2 separate regions of the Bombyx mori genome follow, and region 2 is linked to region 1. The links are chromatin contacts, called in public Hi-C maps. All regions are on one chromosome and are shown on one strand. The core of a region is the stretch at or near the end of the contact, and the rest is flanking DNA. Distances in the headings are between cores, read along the strand shown. Region 1 holds the start of LOC101744562 (fasciculation and elongation protein zeta-2). Region 2 overlaps LOC101744562 (fasciculation and elongation protein zeta-2).

Region 1 (7,837 bases), core at 3,588-6,087:
GACGACAAGGAAAGTTTGTAAATCATAAAAATACATGGAGAATTGGTTATTATGAATTCAACATGAATGATATACAGACGGACGTGCGTCGTGTGCCGCCACTGATGCAAATGGCAAGACACACGTAGAATATAAAATACGGTTGCAGAGATTAAAATGTGTTGTGGGTTGTTAGTTATGGTTTTTAACTTACGTGAGAGTTTCTATTGCGAAAAGTGAGATTGTTGTGAATACGGAATCGATTCGATTCGTATTTTGCCCTTCCATTTTTATTCGGTATATTTTTTCTTCATCAGGAAATATTCGGATATATACCTAGTCTTGCCATAAATACTGAGATAAAGGAAAAAAAAATCTATTGCAAATAACATTTATTACTTTTACAATGTGTTAGTTTAATACTTCATAACATACACATAATACAATAGCTCGGTACACAAACATTTTACTAATACCAAGCGTATGGAGTTTTCAAAATTGCATTTGGCTCCATACCTACTTTGTGTAATGCAATCACAGCGATTCGGTTCTTTTTATCACCCCACTCCATTTTAATATCGCAATGTATTGGCGCCAAAATGAGAAACTCAATGAGCAATCATATAGAAATGACAGATTCCAAATTCAAATGTAATATTTTGTTTATTTTTAATTGTAACAGTATTTATGGCCAGATTAAGTAGTTTCAGGCGATAAATCGATTGTAATTATTTTATTATTTTATTTCAAGCTGTAAATGAACTGTAAATTATATTACGCTACTTTTACTACGTTACAGATTAGGTTATTTTTGGTTTAATTACGTAGTTAACAGAGTAAATACAAATAATTATTAAAAATACACCGTAATGTTAATACCGAGATGACTGAGTTTTTAGATTAAGTCTCGTTTGGTTTATTACGAGGACTGTCCTACGGCTACCTAATGGAAAAAATAGAGATCAAAGCTTTTCGGTCGATACAGGTACCCAGCTGTGCGGGTTTGCAATATTTTTTTATACCACACTACTTTTGGGAATAAGAAGTTCGAAAATAGATAAATGTATTGGATCTTAAGGACGCAACTAATTGCATTTTTTTTTGTATCGGGCATATAAAATTTTTCATTACTGGTGGTAGGATCTCTTGTGAGTCCGCGCGGGTGGGTACCATCACCCTGCCTATTTCTGCCGTGAAGCAGTAATGCGTTTCAGTTTGAAGGGTGGGGCAGCCGTTGTAACTATACTTGAGACCTTAGAACTTATATCTCAAGGTGGGTGGCGCATTTACGTTGTAGATGTCTATGGGCTCCAGTAACCACTTAACACCAGGTGGGCTGTGAACTCGTTCACACATATAAGGAATAAAAAAATATTGTACAAATAATTTGATCGTAGATTATTATTGGACCTTGAACTTATCAATTTCATTCATTTTATTTTAAATATTTTAAGCGTTATTACATTAAACTAATGTTAGTTCAGTTGTAGACATTGGGTCATAATCACAGACATCTTAAGATTTTATTTGTTTATGTACAACCCATTAGATTTTATATTTGTTTTGTTGTCACATTTAATTTTCAGAGTGGATAATCAATGTTATATTGAAAACATTTATTGATAACATTTAAGTCGATTAATAAGCTAGTGAACGTAAATAAAGTAAATTGCCTATTCTCATTGATATTGTATATAGCAGAGCATACGGACTATCTGTTGGAGAGTGGTTACTGTCGCTCATGACTTCGGCAATGTCAGGGGCCCAACCAAGCCACTGCTTACTGAGGACTCATCTCAAACCTAGTTCCGAGGGGTTTCGCTAGGCTGAGCCTCGTGAGCTCGCCTACGCGCTCTGTGAACCTGGTATAATCCCTCGATATTACCAGGATAGGTAGGCAAAAAAAGTTTGAAGATCGCCGTGTCATAGCGCTCGCGCATTACCGTATACAATAGAAGATTTTATCTGAAGCTGGAATGCCTGGCTATATTTAAAAAAAATATATTATTTATGTCAAGGAACAAATAATCAAACAAACAAAACCACATGTCTGTCGTTTAATATTCGGCAAGGTGATTCAAAGCAAGGTGGGTGTACAACATCTGCTTGTACTGATTCACTGAACGATCAATGGAGCACCTGTCGTAGGATGTATTATATTTCGCATTGATTTCTGCAGGTGCTTCAAATAAAAAAATTCAACAGAGATATCGACAAATCCTTTACTTGGGCACTATTCTTATTTACTTTGTATTAGATTATCCTGCTAGATGTACTCAGTCTTAATCTTAGCGTTTATTTAACAAGAATATCAAAGATATACCGTTAATTAGATTTTGAATTTTAGAGAATGACATAGTATTAATGTTTCTGATACAGGATACACCGGTCATCGTTCTCGTCGAACCCGTCGCTTGCGACGAAGGGCTCGATGAGTAAATTAACCCTCAGACACAGCCCACTGAGTTTCTCGCTGGATCTTCTCAGTGGGTCGCGTTTCCGATCCGGTGGTAGATTCTGCGAAGCACGGCTCTTGCTAGGGTTTGTGTTAGCAACGTCAGCAGGTTTGAGCCCCGTGAGCTCACCTACTAGTTAAGGCGACGCTGATATAGCCTCTCAAGGCTATCAGCTTAGCTAGGAAAAAAAATTGATATATAAAATTAAATGTATATACATTATTTTCAAATTTTCGTTAACACAAAACAAATTTATTTCATCCGTTCGAAGTTATGAAAATTTGTTTATTATATCCGAAATTCGGTATCCGTTTCGGAAAATAGGTTAATCGTGCACTAATTCATTTTGGAGCTGTGAATTACAAAACACTACCACACCCTCATAGCTGTTAGCGAATCTCCCTTTAAATTTAACGTTCTCCAGCTTGGTTGCATATAGGTCATCTGGATCGTCTCCAAAACTTTGCGTTTGACACATGCAGAGCTATCTGATGTTTACAATATGATAAGTAGGTATGTTGTACTGTTATTCAATCGAAAATCATCCAAAAGAATAGCTCATTTTTAGTTGAAAACAGATCGATGAGAGACAATAAAAATTAAAATTATTAAATCCCGATACGAGTAATTTCTTACTGTATAAAATAATTGTTTGACAATGTTTAGTTAATATTTCGGTAATCGTAAATAATAATGATGAGTGGTAAAAATATGATGACAGCATTAGAAACGCTGTTTCAAAAGCATTGTAAGCCATCGGTTTTATAAATAAAAGTATGAAATCGCATCAAGAACTTTCGCTCTGAATACAATAGGTCCAGATGAGAACGCGCTTTACTTATTAAGTTATGAGAATATCAAATGAAACAATGTAAAGTTAAGTTTCTTTTTGCAATTCACTTCTGATCTCAAATTTCGTGATGTATGCCAATCGTACATTATAAAACTGGTTTTTATGAATTCAAATAAAAATTCTGCGAAGAATCAATAAAAAGGAAAATTTAGTATTTAAAACAATGTGTTCAAAGTCGAATGTTTGTACTAACGGACTAAATATCATAGTATAAACGAGGTTTAATTAGGTGTTTCATTTTCTGAGTAGGTATACAGGAAATTTGGGTAATTAGATCGAGGGCGCGAGATAATCGTAGACGTCGTCGTAACTTGTATGCCATTTACCCAGTTGGATACAAAGAGGGTGGGTCAGAGTTCGAGCGGTAGGTTTGCGATGCGTCATCGCCACCCTCAGCCACGCACCCCTACACACCCTTGGACTGGCATCGATCGATCTCGCCAGTACGAATGTCATGCGCAAAGCCCGCCCCTATTTGTTTATGTCTTTGGATTTCTTCATTGACTTAACAAATGTAAAAAATACGTTTACAACAAATATGTTTATAATATAAATATGTTTATCACCATATCAGATCACTCAGAAATAGTTTTTTCTTAATAAGCGAATATAACATTAAAATTACTACAATGATGACATCATAGTTTGTAGTGAATGTTTTTCGAATTAGGATAATTATTGTTGGACTCACTGGCATTCGTTCATGATTTCCTCCTGCGAGCGAACCTGCACTGGCGCCAGCTTCTCGACGTTCTCCTCATAGTTTCCGAAACATTTCGTGATTTTCTCATCGAAGGTGTTCACCAAATCTTCAAGAGAACCGGAGAAAGTCTCAGTGAAATTATCCCCTTCGCCGTTCTGCATGTTGTCCTGTTTACACTTCACCAGTCTAGGTTCTTCGTTGTCATTTATTTTGTTGGAATCAGTTTTAGTTTTGATCATTTCACATTTCAGATTGTTAATGTTGTTAAGGATGTCATTGCCGTTGATCGTCTTCTGGGGAAAGTCGGTTGTCGAGAGGCAATCGTCCGCTTCTTCTATTTGCGCCAGCGGCGCTTCGAATTCGAGCTCTGCCATCCTGCCACCCGATTCTCTCATGACCGTACGTCTTAACGCGCAGGCGAACGCGCGAACACTGACTAAGCCGAGTGCTGCCGAAGTACCGACTCGCCGTGCCGAGTACAACCAGAAACTGACGTCTGTCGTCCGTCTTGACGGATTGAGTTGCGCGGTGAAAGAGCGACACGTTAAACGATTGGTAAAGTTGGACACTCAATATGCCGTCTGATTATTGTTGTTTGATCTAAAACTAAAATTTGATGATCACTAAATAATGCCGTCAACGGTCAGGATCCCATGCAGCAACGGTATGATTACGTCATTAGTGAGTTTATGTTCGAAAAACTCATCTTGTTTTTATAAAATTTTTTTCAACTCATTAGTTTTAGGTGGAGACTTCAAATACATGCCATTATGATAGCGATTTTTTTTCTAATTTTATGACTAAATGAGCTCATAAAATACTAGTCGTTTAAATGTTTACCGAAGCCAATGTGTCATTATAATGTATAGAAGCTACTTCTTTCTTCAAATCAGAATACAATACTGTATCGCGTCAAAAGCAGACAGGCTGGTTACCTACTCCTGCGGGCTTACATTACGCCCTACCGCCAATAATTACGAAATTCTTCGTCATAATTCATATACGCGGCATTTGCTTTAGTAAACAATATCTATTTAATTTTTCAAATGAAATTACAAACCTTATTTCTTAGATTGGACTAAGTCTCTTACTCTTGTTGTTCTAATTTGATGATTATTAACTACCATCGTTATTTTGTTGTCAGCTGAGGTCACTGGTTCGTGACTGCCCTCGTATTAATTTACCTATAAACATATTTTAGTTATCGCAGTGATGGCATTGTGGATTTTGTGTAGCGCGTTTCTTGTCACTTGATCCGTGCCGGTTAAGTATATTTGTCCATCTCTATCAAGGGTAGGCGTTAGAAAAGGACGAATGATTTGTCAAGTTTCCGATAGCTTGCAGGGTTCACTCGGACATTTTGGCGGGAAAGTATAGTACCTAACTTGATGTGAATTGGTTTAGTTTGTTTGTACTGGCGATAGGACGTCTTGGGAGTCCGCACGGGTAAATACCACTTTTTTTATGATTGAAAGATTACTGGTGGCCCGGAGGCCTTTCCAGCTTCACCGGGACAGGTGGGCGAGCAAAGGCTCAGCCAGGAGGGGTGGGATTTGCTAACAACTGCCCGAGCCCCTCCGAAGGAGACCTAACAACTCAAGAGCAATTGCTTCGCGAATGAATCTACTACCGGATCGGAATCGCGACTCACTGAGAAGATCCGGCGAGAAACTCAGCGGGCTGATGCATGGGTTAGGTTGCACGTCGACCTCTTTGTCAAGTTCGACGAGTACGGTTACCGGGGTTCCTCAGCTTGCTCCTAGTGTTAGAGCTGAAGGTATCTAATGCAAGAATTATTGGATCTGATGGATCCGTAAGGACGTGTCTAGGGCGACGACGGTGACTTGCTCCTGCGTGATCAGGATTCGGGGAGTAATCAGCGGCGGCAACGATAGTAAATACCACTCTGCCTATTTCTGTCGTGAAGCAGTAATGCGTTTCGGTTTGAAGGGTGGGGCAGCTGTTGTACTGTAAAAACTGAGAGCTTAGAACTCATGTCTCCCGGTGTGTGGCGGTATGAACGTGGTTGATGTCTATGGGCTCCAGTGCCGTAAGCTAGTCTATCCATTTAAGCAATAAAGAAATTAGGGTTTCTTGGACATAAACGTAAATAAATAGTCGTAGCTTATTAGCCGTTTCATATTTGGGACGGAGTACATGTGCTTAGGTTTGTGTGTGTGTGTAATGTGCAATAGTGTTGTTAAACCACCTGCTAGTCATTATGTATAAATTATTGTATGTTTAATATAACGTAGGTAATGCACTCTCACGTTTTGTATGTGGGCTCCGGTAATCACTTATTAGCAAGTGGGCTGTGAGCCATCTTGGTATTGATATAACGCAATAAAAAATAGTTGGATAATGATCCTTAAATTTTAAAGTTACAATGATCTGCTATAGCGATAACTTTCATATAATGGAAGAATCCCGAAAACTTGAATCGCGTCAATCACTTTTATAAGATAAGCATAAAAATATTAGGCTCAAATATCAATATTTATAAGCCTGCTGTGCAAAGAAACCTGATGGAAGATCTTCCTTTTATCTATTCCTATGCTATCCTGTCCTAATTCGAATAAGTTATTAATCAAAATATTTCCGTGTAATACGATAAGATTGGATGAGCTCCCACGATTTCGGTCGCGTTGTAGTTTAATTATAGTAAAACAAGGAAATACATTTGATGTCATCCAGAAGCTAATATGTACATGAAGAATCCTTTCAAATTGAAACTAAAAAGTGTCATCAACACAGCTTATAATTTCCGTCTTTCAAGTACGGGCGCACGAATATCGAGACGTTTCTACTATTCTTCCGCTCATTCCATGTTTATAATAAATATTACTTGTTACGCCATTTTTCGACCAATTATGATTTGTATATAATATGATTAAGATAAATATGAATGGTAAAGTATTAATTATATTTTTTTTCGACAGTGTCGTTTGAGACATTTATTGAGTTTATTAATATTAGTTACGTTATTATTATTGTAGTACCTACTATGCCTTCGCTTAAAATAATATGAAAAAAAAAGACAACCTTGTTCATTTTTGTCTACTAATTGACTCATTGTCCACTATAATTGTTCTCGTGTCTACCAAACATTTCTTTTGAGTGAGTAGAGTTCTAAATGGTTAGATGTTAATTTTGGATCAATATTTTTCCAAGAGTATGTCATGGAGGTATGTGTTTTTCAATGAAATTTATAATTTATATGTATTTATAATTTAAATTTATAATTTAATGATAACATGTCGGGTTCTAATTAGCTCTTACAAATAAATAATAAGCTTTACAATAACTGGGTGATTTTCAGAAAAATTGACCCCGTGACGATCAGGAAATATAATTTTGGGATTAAATGAAATTGCTTAAATTTACTCTGGTATCAAAGAACATGTAATTAACTAGCTAAATATGCTATTTAAATTACAATTTAAACATAAATATGAGAAATATTCAAGTTCTTTGGTCATAATAATATGTTGACAGAAAGTGTTCCTGTACTTCACACAACATAATCAGTCAGAAATAAAACAACCAGGTATTGAAACAAAATCAACTTATATTAGCATCTTAAGGATATGCTTAAAATGTTTTCAAAAATAACAAAAACTTAGCATAATTCTATGGCAATAATAAATAATCAGCCAAATAGTTTCATTTTCGTCACTTCTTAGACACATCGCCCTAGAAAAGTTGTTGTTTAGTAATGATACGTGTTACAAATGAAAAAATCAAGAGAGGAATTTTCGGCAATAACAAAATTCTAATACTAGTTTCAAAACTTAATACTCTAAAGAAATCTAGATACTTTTAAAACTAGTTTTGTATGATTTAGAA
Region 2 (7,837 bases), core at 2,276-4,775, 35 kb before region 1:
CTCGGTGAAGGTTCATTTGTAGTTTTTTTTTCCTATGCTGATAGCCTTGATAGGCTATATCAGCGTTACCCTAGCGTGTAGGTGAGCTCTTGGGCCTCAAACCGGAGGTGTTGCTAATACTGGCCCTAGCAAGAGCAGTGCTTCGCAGAGTCTACCATCGGATCGAAAACGCGACCCACTGAGAATATCCGACGAGAAACTTAGTGGGCTGTGTCTATGGGTTAATTTACTCACCGAGCCCTTCGTCCCAAGCGACGGGTTCGGCGAGAACGGTGATCGAGAGGATCCGTGATGACGTGTTTAGGGCGACATCGACTGTTTACCATCCGGTCCACAGGATCGGGTACGAAATTTCCGGCGCCACGTCAAGAGGGTTTTCGTGTTGTGTCGCCTTATCAAAGTGGTGCATTGATGCCAACTGTATACACTTACTGATTGATGTCGTTATCCTCAAGGCGTGCTCGTTTTAAGTTAATTAACATTAATTTTAAATGATAATAATCTATCTAAGAATATACTGGTTTGCAATGCTACCTTAAGCTACTTATATTTGCCGCATCACGAGAAACGATGATAGGAGGTGATCTCGACCCACACGAGGTACCACTTAATTCCTCATTGATGTTATACTAATGCCATAGATACTTCGAAGTCTATCTACACAGATGTACCTTATAAAGTACATACTTCAACAAAATATAAGCATTGTAAAAAGAACGAACCTTTTCTCACATTCTCAAAGATGTGAACGTTCGCCTTATAATCTCAGCATGTCCATATAAATATGTTGTGTGGGATTCTCATTTGACCTCGTATGTCCTAACAAGGCGTATGCAGTAGGCAGTAAAACGGATGCTCTTAAGATTTACGACAAGAAACTCTGGTTTCGACAACGCTGTTTTCGCTCTAAGTAAAATTTAAACATAGGCATTACTAGTGAATGACACAAGTTTTAGCATTGGTGTCACAAGATTTAATACATATTTTTATTGGCTTGGAATGATAAACAGATGGCTCATCTGGTGAACGAATGAAGGAGCCGATAGACATCACAAACTAAAGGCTTTACACCTTGAAGCATGAAGTAGTGGTGGTATGATTGCTTTTTTTTTCTTCTTTTTTTTTCCTACTTAAGCTGATGGTCTAGAGAGACCATATCAGCGTCACCGGGCTAGTAGGTGAGCTCGCGGGGCTCAATCCTGACGATGTTGCTAACACGAACACTATCAAGAGCTGTGCTTCGCAGAATTTACCACCAGATCGGAAACGCGACCCACTGTCGCACCCGACACTGGCCCCCGCGACCCACACGGCTGTGTCTGTAGGTACTAGGTTTTGAACGAAAGCGTAGTTCCACGTTATGGATACTCCAACTCTTTTAACTAATATGCTACGAACGCTTCAGTGTGCGATAAATTTCCTTTCTGATCTTCTCGATCCAATCTCGAAGCTTTAATGCACTTCAAGCACTGGTCTTCATTTCCGATGAATTCGTCGAATCTGAAAAAGTTCGACGTGCAACTTTACCTACAGACACACAGAAATTTTCTAGTTTCTTGCCGCGTCTTCTGAGAGGGTCGCAATTCCGATTTAGAGGAAGATTCAGCGAAGAACTGCTCTTGCTAGGGTAAAGTTTAGAAAGTTTTCTCCGGCTGGGCTGCGTAAGTTCGCTCAACAGTTAAGATGAAGGTAGAATAGCGCCTCGAGATTTCTAGCAGATAGGTAAGGAGGACAAAAAAACTATGCGATCAAAATAAAAACCGGAATACTGACCTTTGTTTGTGAAATGTTAATTATTTGTTTCAACCTTCCAGTTAAGTTGGCAATTGCATAAAACTGATTTAATTTAATAGATTAATGTTTATTTAAGGTAAGCAAAAGGTTAATTTGATTATTATTTTAATAATCATAGAAAAAGTCTTCTTTTTTTTACTTATCGTTAAGTAAGTCTCGGCGGTAGATGACGTACCATTTAGTCTGTAGTACTTCTAAGAAACGAATGGAGACACCATGTCTCTTTTTAAGACGAATAAAATATGTTATTATATGTTTTACTACAGAACTATAATCATCTCTGCACTAAACATTTTTATTTATTAGTTTTTATTGACGACAAAGAAACATCACAATAGTGATTTTAAATAAAGCAGCGATCATAAATTTGTTGACCACAATTATATAAGTAAAAGACGGCTCGGATGACCAAAATGGTCATAAATTAACTTATAGAAAGCCAAGAGCCAGCGAACGTTTAGATTATAAATCTACCGAGGCTCTGACATTTTCTAAATAGTTGACATTTCACAGTGAATGGGTGCCCCCGGGGAAGTGACTGGAAGAATATATTGCTTTATTACACTGCAGACGCGATTAGTTGGGTGTAGCATTAACTGTCATAGAACATAATATATATTTGACAGAAGCTTGAATCGCGCTAAAAACATTTTCAAAATTAATTTTGATTGATTCTGTGGTGTAGTGGTTAGTGCCCTTGACCATTGCGCCGAGGGTCATGGGTTCGATTCCCACATCGGGCAAACATTCGTCTGATGAACATGTTTGTTTGCTCTTTGTCTGGGTGTTTATTATTTATATATTTAAACCTATATAAGTGTGGTTGTCGGTCTTTGATACCCATAACACAGGGAATTCTAATTTGGGGTCGGATGACCGTGCGTTGTTCCCAGATTTTTATTTATTTATTATTATTATTTATATGTACAAGTTCCGAACAATTCGTACCGTTGTAGCGTTGGTATACCGAGTAATTTCACGCGCTCTGTGGAAGACCATCCCTTCATCATTTCCTCCTAACGGGGAGTCGAGCAATTGGAAGCCACAATGTATGTAGGAAGATACGATACATCGTAAATAGTAATGGATATCGGTATTATGGATAGTTCGTAATTACGACCATTGTATTTTTTTTTTTATAAATCTGTAACGTATTTCATTTATTAACATTTTAGCGTGTTAGTTGTGCTTTTGGTAATTATTATTTTGTACTAGCTGACCCGGAAAACTTCGTAGTGCCCCAATGGATAAATAAAATACCTAAACTTTTGTATAAAATAAATTTAAATCAAACAAGAGGAATCCGTCCGACGGAGGACACATCAAAGGAAAAAGAAAATTGTTATTTTTATTTAATACCGAGAATTTTCATATTTATTGTAAGTTTTAAACCTTCTCTGGACTTCCACAAATTGTTCAAGACCAAAATTAGCCAAATCGGTCCAGCCGTTCTCGACTTTTAGCGAGACTAACGAACAACAATTCATTTTTATATATATAGAAGAAGAAGATAGAAGATAGATAGATGTCAGACAGAGTAAGTTCAGACAAAGATAAGTTAAGATATACTCTATTTATTTATTATTAGATACGGTACACTTGCTCAGCACTGAATTACGAGGTTCTTATACAATATATAATGCGATTATATAGGTTGACGAGTTATGTGCGACTGTCTCTTACTTCATATTAACATTGCAACCTCACTACACATGCATGATAAGCTAACTTCAGCCGTGACAAACATTTAAGTAAATAGCAATTAATTTTATCGTAATTGTCTCGACATTGAAGGTGGGTGGGATATTCGCGTTGACCCCTGCTGATAATAGGTCAAATCATATCGCGTGTATTCGTGTATTATTGTATCAGCTGTAAAATACAACATAGAATTTTTACATTTACATATTTAATTCATACTGAATTACCAACATAAAATATTGGCATCAAGAATTCAGGTTTTAACTGGTGGTAGGACCTCTTGTGAGTCCGCGCGGGTAGGTACCACCACCATGCCTGTTTCTGCCGTGAAGCAGTAATGCGTTTCGGTTTGAGGGGTGGGGCAGCCGTTGTAACTATACTTGAGACCTTAGAACTTATATCTCGAGGTGGTTGGCGCATTGACGTAATAGATATCTATGGGCTCCACTAACCATTTAACACCAGGTAGGTTGTGAGCTCGTCCACCCATCAGAGCAATTAAAAAAAAGAAAAGGTTTTGGGTCGATTTTTGTTTAAAGTGTACAATTTCAATGGTACTTCCTGGGTTTTGAGGGACAACCGTCTGAACATCATTGCCCCGACAAGGTTAATGCGAGTCGTGAGCATTATTAACCCTTTTAGTGCTGAGCTTGTTTTCACATAATTTTCAGAAAGTGCTAAAGGAATTTTGAAAAAAGCATTACCTCAAAAACAACCATGAACTTAAAAAAATACAAAAATCTATGCTAATTTGTCAGCAAAATAATTTAAAATGGTTATGCATTTTATAAAAATGTTATTAACTTATTGAAAACGCGCTCTAAGGACATGTCCAAAAATACAAAATCGATGCTAAATTCACAGTAAAATAATTTTAAATGGTTATTTATAAGTGTTATTAACATATTATTAAAAACGTTATACTAAATGCGCGCCTTAAGACACGTCCATGCAGGTCGATACTTAATGCCTATAATCAAACTGCGCCATAGTCGGTATTCCGACGCTCAGCACTTTATAGGCATTAATAGAGTCGATATATCGAAGTTTCGCACTCAAAGGGTTAAAACAGTAGGATATACTTTTATATATGTCTACTGGTGGTAGGACCTCTTGTGAGTCCGCACGGATAGGTACCACCGTCCTGCCTATTTCTGCCGTGAAGCAGTAATGCGTTTCGGTTTGAAAGGTGGGGCAGCCGTTGTAACTATACTGAGACCTTAGAACTTATATCTCAAGGTGGGTGGCGCATTTACGTTGTGCATGTCTATGGGCTCCGGTAACCCCTTAATACCAGGTGGGCTGTGAGCTCGTCCACCCATCTAAGCTATAATAATATATACATATATATTTTTATGTTCATTACGTACGTCTTAAAATTACGGGCACATCGCCGACTGTTTCGAATAAATAAAAACTTCAGTTCTATTCGATAAGAACCACTCAACCGGATGGAGAATACAGTAAGTGCCAGAGATTATATACAGCAGATTATTTTGAATCTTATATTTTAAGTTAAAGAATTAACATATTTTAATTTTTATGATAATCGTGAGCGTCAAGCAAACGGACTATAGATTAAGTCCTACACATATCCGAGTACCGTTAGAATCTTTAACCATTTATCAGGTTTACGATTCGGCTTTGTGTTAGCCGCTACGTCTCCTTTTATGGTCCGCTAATGAAGCTTCAAGGTCCAAAATCCAGTTTGGAAGTTTCTTGGAAGTGCGTTCCGAGCATCGAATCTCTGTATGCTAAGACTTTGCTGTCCTTTTCACGCATACTATAAAGGAGAGAGCAGGATAAAAAATCTGAAGAGATCACACGTTAAGCTCAGATTTTTTGGGTATTTTATGGTCGAAGAATATAAAAAAAAATAATGAAATGGATACAGATTGTCTGATCGGCGAACTGGTTAAAGACACTTTTGGTTTCATTTTAAATTTCCAAAATACTTTACATCTTTTGCTGTGTTTGGGCAGATGAGCTCACTGTTCAAGTGTTGTTAAGTGGTTATGAGAGTCTATTGGTGAGGTCTACTAATTGTTTCTGTAATAACGGTTTCTGTACTAAATAGAGATAGACAAGACGGTGGTAGGTACGTACTACTGACCTACCTACCTCCAGTATATGAGACAATAAAATCGTGAATTATATATATTCATAATTCTTTTTTTTTAATTATGTTTGAGGAATAATTACTGTAATAAACATGACATAAACTTAAGATACATCTCGTCGGGTATTAAATTCTATTACCGACCATGTTTAATTCAGATTTCCAATACTGGCCATAAATTTTTGGATTTATTTTGAACAAGGAACTTTCACTCCGTCTTAAAAAAAATAGTTAATCGATTTATTCAATTTTGAAAAGTCTAGCGTACGAAAAAGAAATACAGTTTTTGTTTACAATGGCCGGCTTTATTAGGATTTGTGTATACAGTAAGCAATGTCAGCATTATATTCTATGTAACGTATAATGTTGGAAGTATGTATGTAAATTTCTGTGAACTATACCTATGTGCACTACAATTTGGATCAAATAACCGATGACGACATACCGTCTTAAAACCAACACAGCATGTATTCTTATTTCTCAGAACGATAACAAAATTATTTATATTATTACAGTTACGTTTTAATATTATAACAATACAATATTGAGGTTATGTAACTATTATTATTACGCTGTTTACCTTATTTACATTGAGAGTACCTACGTGCAAATTGCATCAAATTGATTTCGGAATTTGATTCCAACTAACTATAGTTTTTTTTTTCGGTTTCACTTGGGACACGCGCTAAACTATTGTACTTAGTTTTTCCATATCGTACAAAACAAAAAAGGGCTTTGTGATTTGTGTGTATTAAAACAGATTAGGATTAGATATACATAATATATATGTAGCTATATTAATAAACAAACAGTCGGACATAAATTATACACTATAATTTGGCCTGATTGTAACTGTATTGGAAGTAGAGACTGATAATAATGCTTAATGCATGTTTAAATATATAAATAATGGATTTTAATCACGTCAGCACACGATAATTTTGTTGAGACGGACTCAGAAGATTCTTTTTTTATTATTATTATTAAGTCGCGGGCGGAGTCTTCATAAAAGCAGTGTTATTTATATCTACGACTGGCGAATGCTGAAGAAAACGAAGTTATCTTAAAAACTATAATAAATAGCATTTATAAATTGATGTTGTATTATTAAGGAGTTTATGCAATCGCAACGCGCCAAATTGTTTCAATGATCGCTTTAATTAAGTGATTCGCAGTTCAACAGAGCGAGCGATAATCAAGTTCGTCTGGTGGGTGAACTTTGTTTTGTCCGTTTTGTCTTTCGCAAGTATCAATTGAGCAATTAGCGTGCACGTTTAAGTATTTATGGCGGAGAAAAGAAAAAAAATAAAACTTGAATTTATGTACATTGTACACTGTGACGAGACTGTGAAGAATTATTTTCCACAAGGGCTCCGGCTTCGCCCGGGTCCTTAATAAAAAATTCAACGATACTTGACGTTGTTTTATTTTTTTAAATGAAAGAACACTTATTGCGGCGTAACTATAATAGTTAGACATATGCTGTCGCAACACTTTTTGTAAATAATAATGTGTTCTACAAAGACGTAGTACATTATTTTATCGTAGTACATATAGTAGTACATTATTTATTATTTTATAGTACATCAATGGTTTTCGCAGGGCACGCGATGTAAAAAATATTTTAGGTAATTTTTTTACAGCTTGGGTTACATTATTGGAGTTTTAGTAAGGATCCCTAATTTTTTTCAAAAAATATTATAACTTATGTCACTCAGGAATAGTGTAGCTTTTAAGCAGTTTCAAATCGGTTCTGTACTTTCGGAGTCTATTTAATACAAACAAACAAACAAACCTTTCCTCTTTATAATATTAGTATAGATTAACGTTTTATTTAGCTACTTCGGCGCACAGTGTTGATATTATGGGCGTAATGTAAGCGGCTCATTATTTTTGCCGCGAAGCCCATAGGCGTTCCCGGTTTATAACAATTGATACTATATATACTATGTACAATTGATACTATATATACTATATATACTACTATATATACATACTATGGCCTTATGTTTTAAGGTTCAGTAACCATTTAATTGCGAATGAATTTCAAGTCACCCATTAATGCAATGAAAAAATTAAACAAATAGTATTTTCACATTCACATTAAAAAATAGTCGTACTTACACATAGATATTATTATGTGGTCGACAATCGACCGTGTCTATTTAAATATTCGAAACGTCAAAAATAATATAATGACACAACAAAAAACGCGAAATTTAA

The links. A called contact is a pair of places that touch in the nucleus more often than the background predicts.
Region 2: a contact with region 1 is called in a Hi-C map of whole pupa, with 2.7 times the contacts expected there. The contact joins the enhancer-like site here to the promoter of LOC101744562 in region 1. A contact is called at or near these places in 5 of 7 Hi-C or Micro-C datasets (middle silk gland, midgut and whole pupa).

The regions. Positions count from the first base shown.
Region 1 is chr18:10,991,151-10,998,987 of ASM3026992v2, reverse strand. LOC101744562 (fasciculation and elongation protein zeta-2) reads right to left here and starts at 4,837. Exons shown (of 7, transcript XM_004928271.4): 1 at 3,980-4,837. The coding sequence starts at 4,386.
Region 2 is chr18:11,025,294-11,033,130 of ASM3026992v2, reverse strand. The region is part of intron 1 of LOC101744562 (fasciculation and elongation protein zeta-2); the gene reads right to left. Among protein-coding and RNA genes, the nearest start is that of LOC732967, 35 kb to the left of the region's middle. Within about 2 kb of position 3,525, at least 2 of the 8 cell types and tissues checked have open chromatin away from gene starts, as enhancers often do.